Regions from separate parts of the Aedes albopictus genome. Here region 1 is linked to region 2. Evidence: chromatin contacts called from public Hi-C data. All regions are on one chromosome and are shown on one strand. The core of a region is the stretch at or near the end of the contact, and the rest is flanking DNA. Distances in the headings are between cores, read along the strand shown.

Region 1 (4,028 bases), core at 1,063-3,562, 180 kb before region 2:
CAAAGCCAAATCCATGAACACAAGCTAGTCTTAGAAGATTTTTCAACTCCTAGTTGCATAGGAACTACTACAGACATCATCAAAATTCTTCGAACTAAGTTGATTATAATACAACTTTGTTGAATAATTGATAGGACAAGCGCTGATTTTCATACATAATTGTTTTCTTTGGGATATTTGGCTTTATAGTGTTTTGTCTATACTTTCTCAGACAGCCTATGTCACTAGACTAATGGTACAAAAACAATATCGTCGTTTACCCTGGATTATAGAAGCGATTTTCAGAAGTGCTCTCCAATGAAAGATATTCACCAAATATGTTCTAAGCTACAATGAAAACCGAAGTATCAAACATTTCCACAAACATAGAAAACACTGCACAAAACTCGACAATACATACCTTTGGTACAATCCAACTAGCCTGTCTGCCTCACGCCATCCGCTTTCGATGGCGCCATGCACCGTTGAATAGTAATGATCATGCGTAGCTTCGCCAGCGAATTGCACCACGGGAATCCCGATCGCACTGGACAACGGAAGAGCCAAATGTTCCGCCGACGTGTTCAGCAGGTCCGTCGTCATCGAGCGGAAGCTGTACGAACCCCTAAAGTTCGGGTTCGAATACCACTGGGTACGTTTAAACGCTACCGGTTCTGGGACATCAACGCCTCTCAAGAACTTTCTCAACAGAAACATGCATGCCTTGCGAACTTCCTCGTCGCGTGTACGTTCCATGCGGCGAGCATTTGCACCAGATATCCAACCGCAAAGGATATTGGGCTGGAAGTCAACCACGTAGAATCCGAAGATATCTTCCATCCAACTATTTGGCGACGCGCGAATTTCCTCCAGATCGTCTTGGTTCCAAAGAAGACTTAGCCCATGCCAACCGTCAGACCAGAATGGTTTGTCAAACTCCAGATACAGTTTATCTACGGTACCGATTGACAGACCTTTTATGGCGTTCTTCTTCATTGCGGGCAGTTCCGGCGAGAAAAGGCTTTGGTAGCGTTCTTTCAGGACGCCCAACGACATTGTACAAATTACATGATCGGCATCATAAACGCTGTTGTCAGCACATCGCACGGAAGCTATGTTGTCCGGGCCGGAGTTCCAGCAAATGTTCTCTACGGTTTTGTTAAAATGGGTGTAATCTTCAATGTTGATGGCGTCTGCAGAATTCGGCGAAGGAAAGCGTTTCTGTTAATCATAAATTTGATTACTACTAGTTTCATATTTGAAATGGTATATACCTTACCATAAGTATATCCAGCACTGTTTTGTATCCTCTGTCTTTCCAATTCAACAGGTGATCTCCATCACATTCCCAGTAGTGTAAGTAGCCCGGCCCTGATGTATCGAACCAACTATCCGATGCCTCTATAGAGTTTTCAAACTTGTGGAAGAATTCCAAAAACTGAAAAGCAGTCTCGTGGTCTACATCTGCGTAATCCGGCGTGCCCAGGATCGCCCGAAACTTCTCCAAAACGAACGAACCTAGTGAACCACGGTAACGACTCAACTCGTTACGATGGTACTCCAAAATGGACCATATTGCACTCATTAACTTTTGACTCTTCTCCTGAGGAATCTTTTCTCCATTTGACATAACCAGGTCAAAGTCCTCATACTTAAAATTGTTCGAACCAAAAACATTCAACTTTGAGCCCAGCTCATAGCACACATTGTTCACCTCTCCGTGACACCTGAAATCAAAGTTCTTGAATTATAATATTCCTCACAACCCCTTCAACAATGTCAATCCATACCATTGAGCACCCAAATCGACCACATTCGAGGCGAAAGGAATCGTATGAATGCGTCCACCAATGCGGTCTTCCGCTTCCAGAATAGTCAAATTTCGGTATCCTTTCTCAATCAATCGAGTTGCAGCAGCTATCCCTGCTGCGCCAGCTCCTATCACTATTATCCGGGGATTCATCACTCGGTTTAAATTTATTTCTCTATTTTAAAATTATACGTAATCACACTTGTACCCATAGAGCGTAGTGCTGAATCAGTTAAACTGATACTCGAGCAAAGTACGGTTCTTGTTCACATGCAGGTGTTGCAAATCATGCATGAAACGACATTAATTGATAATATAAAGTTTTTAACTTTGCGAATGGGAAGTTTACTTTTGCGACTGCCTTGGTATTTAAGTAGATTCGCAATGCTGCAGTGAGGTGAAAATTATGACATTCATTTGTAGGTCCCTGGTGCACATGTGTTACTGACAACCACACATACACAATCACTGTTCAGTGTATTGAAAGAAAATCATTCAGAAACAAATAGTGTGAATGAAATGAAAAATAACAATTCTAACTGGAACATGTGATCATTCAATATTATCTTTATTGCTCTTATCCTGTATTTTCTTTTCTGCGTAACGAAGGGAAGATATCTAGATTCATGCCATATCTGTCTGATAACAGCTATGAACAGCTGAGAGGCCGGGCGGCATTCAGCACACACATACATACCTACCACAATCATTCGTCGGTATGCTCAATTTACCAATTATGACGCTGGTGTTTGTGTACTTGCGCACAAGATTCCGTTGAAGAAATATTGTATGTAAGAACAATATTGCCAGTTAATACAAAATTCTGAAACTGTTTCTGTCTGCATTTTTGATAAATCTTTGGAAATGTTACTGTGTTCAAGAATTGATTCAATATTTCCTTTTCAATTTTTCCATAGAGCTATTTTTTCCTTGAAAAAAAACGGCTATAAAAATTCACAAAAACAAAACTTCTGTCGGTTTTACCAAGATTTGTTTCACAAATTTTTATCAGCATCACTTCCTCATTTTGCCAGGTGAAGAGAGCACTTCGAGGAATTGTTGAACGGTGGGAATGGAAGAGCAACAGACAGAATTCGAATCGACGACGACGGACAAGCTGTGGAACCTCCAACGCTATACGAGGTCAAGACGGCCATAGAGGGCTGAAGAACAATGAGGCTGCTGGGAAGGACGATTTCCCGGTCGAGCTTCTCAAGCTCGGTAGAGACAGCTGTATCAACTCTTACACCGTATTATATTGAAAATATGGGAAGAGGAGGAACTGCCTGCTAGTTGGTTGGATGGTCTCATTTGCCCTCTATAAAAGAAAGGGCATCGACTAGGGTGCGCGAATTACAGAGGAATAACACTCCCCAATTCAGCGTACAAAATTTCGTCCGGAATTCTGTTTAACAGGCTGAGGCCGATTAAGGAGTCCTTCGTCGGTGAATATCAAGCGGGTTTTCGTGAGGGCCGATCAACGACGGATCAGTTGTTCACCCTGCGGTAGATTCTCGATAAATTTCGGGAGTACAACTTGCAGACCCATCATCTGTTTATTGATTTCAAGGCGGCGTACGATTCAGTGAAGAGAAACGAGTTATGGCAGATTATGATCGAACATGGTTTTCCGGCGAAGCTGATTCGACTGATTCGCGTGACTCTTGACGGTTCGAAATCAACGTCGGTCCGGCCGTGGTAGTGGTGACGAAGTGGTGCTAGGTGGTGAAAAGTTTGATGTTGTGGACGAATGTGTTTATCTCGGTACTCTAGTAACGTGCGATAATGATGTTACTCGCGAGATGAAAAGACGGATTGTAGCTGCGAATAGGCCCGCCTTTTTCGATCTGCGAAACCAGCTGAAGTCCCTTAGGCTACAAACGAAGACTAAACTCGCGTTGTACAAGACTCTGATTCTTCCGGTCACTTTATACGGCAATGAATCGTGGACTTTGCGAGAAGCTGATGAAGAAGCCTTTGCAGTCTTCGAACGTAAAGCGCTGCGAACAATACTCGGCGGTAAACTGAGGATGGCTTCTGGCGGCGTCACATGAACCACGAATTGTACCAAGTATATAAAGAGATGGATATAGTGAAGCGAATAAAACACGGGAGGCTGCGGTGGGCTGGGCACGTAGCTCGTATGCCGGAGGAACGACAAGCTAAAATCATATTCAGCAGAGAACCAGGAAGGGGCCGTCGGCTTCGGGGTAGGCCGCGCACACGTTGGCTTTTTGCA
Region 2 (3,934 bases), core at 629-3,128:
CCACGATCCAACGTCTGACAAAATATGTTCAGGAACAGCATATCTGCAGGAGACAACTCCTGAGCTTGTCGACTACTGTACAGTGAAAGGAACTTGTTGCCCACGAACATGATGGAATGGCTTCGCTGAGAGTGTGGATCCTGCTTAAGTTTATCTGTAGCTGCCTGTAGAGACGATACCACGGTATTTTTGACGTCTGCGTTGACCAGCAGCTGTTCGATGGCTTCCACTAAGATCCCTTGGTTACCCTGGTACATTTGACGATAAGTACTAATCAAGCTAGTAAGGAGCTCCGATTTCCTGGTGTCGTTCTTGATTCTGAGGGTTCAAAACGAAGTGGAAATGGTTTAATGCATACGTTCTTAATGCAAGATTGTTTTGCTTTTGCATACTTACATGTAGATATTTGGCCCACAAATATGTTTCAAGAGACAAATGCAAACTCCAAGCTCCCGTCTGACTTGATCTACTTCCTTAGTACTTATTTGTAAGAACAAATAGCCCAAAAACTGTAAATTAAAGAAAAGATATAACGAAATCGGTGTTCAAAAACTGCATATTACGATAATTTTTAGAAAATCTTTTTTTTTTTTATAAAATATAAACTTGTTTCAAAGACAAAAATTGCTTGAGTTTTTTACAGACAACGTCGAATCTAATCAAAACATACTAAAACAAATTAAATAGAAGACTATTTCTGAAATTTCCAAACGAAAAGTAAATCAATACTCAGAGAGCAAAACAAGACCATGAAGATAGTACTGAAAAGTACTCTACATGAACTCCAAACAAAAATATGGATAAACTATTGTAAGGATTCTGAATATTTTAATAGCTTCATTGTTTTTTGTGTAAATTTTTTGTTTTCATAAAATCAAGTTCGTATAGAAGGAAATTAAGTAGTAATTAGTAATTGCGAACAAATGTATTTAAGACAAATAGTATTACATTATGTCAGAAGACGTAACACTCAATTGACTAAAATAAAATAATTATTGAGGTATCGAAGTTTCTTGAGCATTCGCTATTTGGGTATATCCTGGAACAAAAGGTATGAAGCCACTTCACACTAAACATTCAAGACGAAAAAGGAAACTCGTCTGAAAAGAATGTTTCAGAAAACTCGCACGACAAGTCCACATTCCAGTCAACCCCATGCGTGTTACACTTGTAAGGATTCGAAATCTTGTCCTTACCTCATCGAAGACTAAATTCAAGTTGTTCTCCATCTGCACCGAAGTGTACGCATTATCAAATTGGCACATCATGATACGCTGGGAGGCCACCAGAGGACTGAATATCTGAATCAGCACATTATTGTCCAAATCCTTTCGGGGATCCTAAAACATAACATATTTGTAGTTCAGCAAAATGCAGCTTAGCTGTGTTTACTTACCCTCTTTACGTCCTCCATCAAACCGAGATCGATGGCATGTCTGGTCATTTTGGCACGCATTGCATCGTTAAAATTCTGATAAATCAAATCATTATTCTGATCGAATAATAGTACACCCTCCATGTTTGGCAACTCGAATTATGAAACTCTAGGCAATGCAATAAATTTTCACGAAATTTTCTTCAACCGCAAACAAGTCCTACTCCCTACAGCGAATGTTCACGTTTGCGCTTAACCACCATCTAACTAAACTCTGTCTGTCGCCACCCGTCACGGAAACAAGGACACCACAACCGATCTTGACAACTGCTCTACTGAAGGGACATGCACCCCTACCCTCTATACGGCGGACGGCAATGCTGATAGTACGGCACGGTCAAAGCAAATTTGTTGCTTTCTGTACACAGCCTTCCTTCTGCTTTCTTGCGCATATTCGTAAACACGGAACCCGGGGGAACGCATACCAACGAGGCGTCCTTTAGAATACACATTTCTAGTACTGATAAGAGACTCTCAAGAGAGCTTCAACTAAACTTTCATGTGTCACCCTTTTGTATCAGACATATATAACTAGCGTGCAAGCTTCCTTACAAGAAGAGCTACAGTAGGTTAAAAGTTAAAGAAAATTTGAAATTATTTGTTCCTTAAATTTAAATTTAGGCGCGGAAAGATCATAAATTCTACGATTGAACTTAAATTTAAACGCAAGATCTGACACCAAATTTAAATTCAAGAGTGTGGAAGTGTCGACGTAAGTATTCGTTTTAAAAGCATTCAAGCTTCATATTAGATGTTTAGAACGTAGTTCAATATAAACATTACATTTGGGCATAGATACAGTTATGGTGAGCTCATTTCATGCTATTATTTTATTCCAAACACACGTAAATTTGAAAACTGGGTTCAGCCGATTTTCGACAAATTTGGAACAGTTGAATAGTTTCACTTGTTTAGTAAGTATGGAGCGTTGACGGAAAAAGCACGGTCGCACATATTTCTCGGCATTGCAGACGATATTGATCTAATCGGGACAGTGGAAAAAGCTTAAGATCCTCTGAATACCCTCTACGGTCACGAGGTGTGGTTATCAAAGGAGTCAAAAAGCTTTCGATTTTTTTGTGCGCAAAATGCTGTGGAGAATCTTCGGTAGGAAGCTAGTAAATTATATGCGAAGAAGACGCATGAATCATGAGCTGTATGAAGTTTACAAAGAAGCGAATATTGTGAAACGAATAACATAGGGTAGGTAATCAAAAGTTGAACCAAATTGCGGTTTTCCGAAGTAGCGCAAATTTTGAGTGATTTTTTCTCCCACATGGAAATAATGTACTACTGCAAAATCTTATGTACATGAAAGCCACGGGTATAAGCTTTCTGTTAAGTGGTAAAAAGTTTGTATTTGCACCGAATTTCATTGAAAAATTCGACTATTTGTTAACAATGATTTTAATCTTAATTTGAACCATCGTAATCATAATTTGAACCAATTTTAATCTTAATTCGAACTACTGGCGGCAGCAGCTCGAGCATCTCTCACAACAGCCAATTTCGTGCTGAACAATAGAAAAACACATGGATCTGCTAATTCTCATAACTATTTTTCATTAGGCAGTGGAATTTTAACTAAGAATGTTCTAAACTCTTCAGGAACTTGGAAACGAAATTTGGAATTTTTGATCCCCCAAGAGTAAACAAAACAACCACTAGCGCAGTCTGCCGGCCAACACTGGAAGCTCGCCCCCGTTTACTATGTACTTCAAATTTAGATTACAAATGGTTCAACTTAAGATAACATTCTCCAAGTAAGAATTACTTAAATTTGATAATTTTATGACAAATAATGCGAAATATTGTTCGGTTGGTCGATTCTATGATAAATAAGCTTTCATTTGGCGTGTTCACATATTGCGTGTGATACAATGCATGAGCTGTACGAGTGCACCGAAAATGTGCTTTCTCTGGGGGGAAATGAGTGAAATCACAGTGATTTTTCAATTGCCTGTTTTCCATGACAAAAACGCTTTTTTCAATGCTTTTAAAGCCCATGTTATCAGGTTATATTACGGAAAACTGTTTAACATCTTTTTCGGGACAATATTTGCCTAAAAAGTACGTCGTTTTAATGAATTTCGAAAAGGTTCAAATTAAGATTACAATTTGACTAGTTCAAAGTTTGATTTCTTACCCTACATACCCAAAGAACAATCTTGATTCTATTCGGTTTTATTTGTTTTTATAATAGTTTTATCAAAGCATTACATATTCTAGTTGACCTTTCAAAAACACCTCCAGGAATACTTGGGATTCAGCCCATAAAACCATAAACACAACAAGAACAGATGAACTTATTGTCAATTTTAAAGAGCTCTCGTAGTTATTTTCAATTATCAATTCTTGAACAAGAGCTGATGATAACGATGAAAAGGCCTCACGGCGTGTCTGGTAGAACAACTATTATCGCACAAAAAAAATAACATCGCCAAATGCTTCGTTGTTCGAAAATATAGGTTTTTAACTTTCATTAAACGGGTAGATCAA

The links. Hi-C and Micro-C count contacts between places; a contact is called where the count stands out from the background.
Region 1: a contact with region 2 is called in a Hi-C map of embryo, with 9 times the contacts expected there. The contact joins the promoter of LOC109405281 here to the promoter of LOC109405248 in region 2. A contact is called at or near these places in 2 of 3 Hi-C or Micro-C datasets (embryo and whole body).

The regions. Positions count from the first base shown.
Region 1 is chr3:299,682,814-299,686,841 of AalbF5, reverse strand. It overlaps LOC109405281 (spermine oxidase-like), which reads right to left and starts at 2,312. Exons shown (of 5, transcript XM_029857087.2): 1 at 1,770-2,312; 2 at 1,259-1,706; 3 at 401-1,200. The coding sequence starts at 1,942.
Region 2 is chr3:299,506,196-299,510,129 of AalbF5, reverse strand. LOC109405248 (BLOC-3 complex member HPS1) reads right to left here and starts at 1,878. Exons shown (of 8, transcript XM_062842235.1): 1 at 1,397-1,878; 2 at 1,197-1,340; 3 at 397-509; 4 at 1-318. The coding sequence starts at 1,519.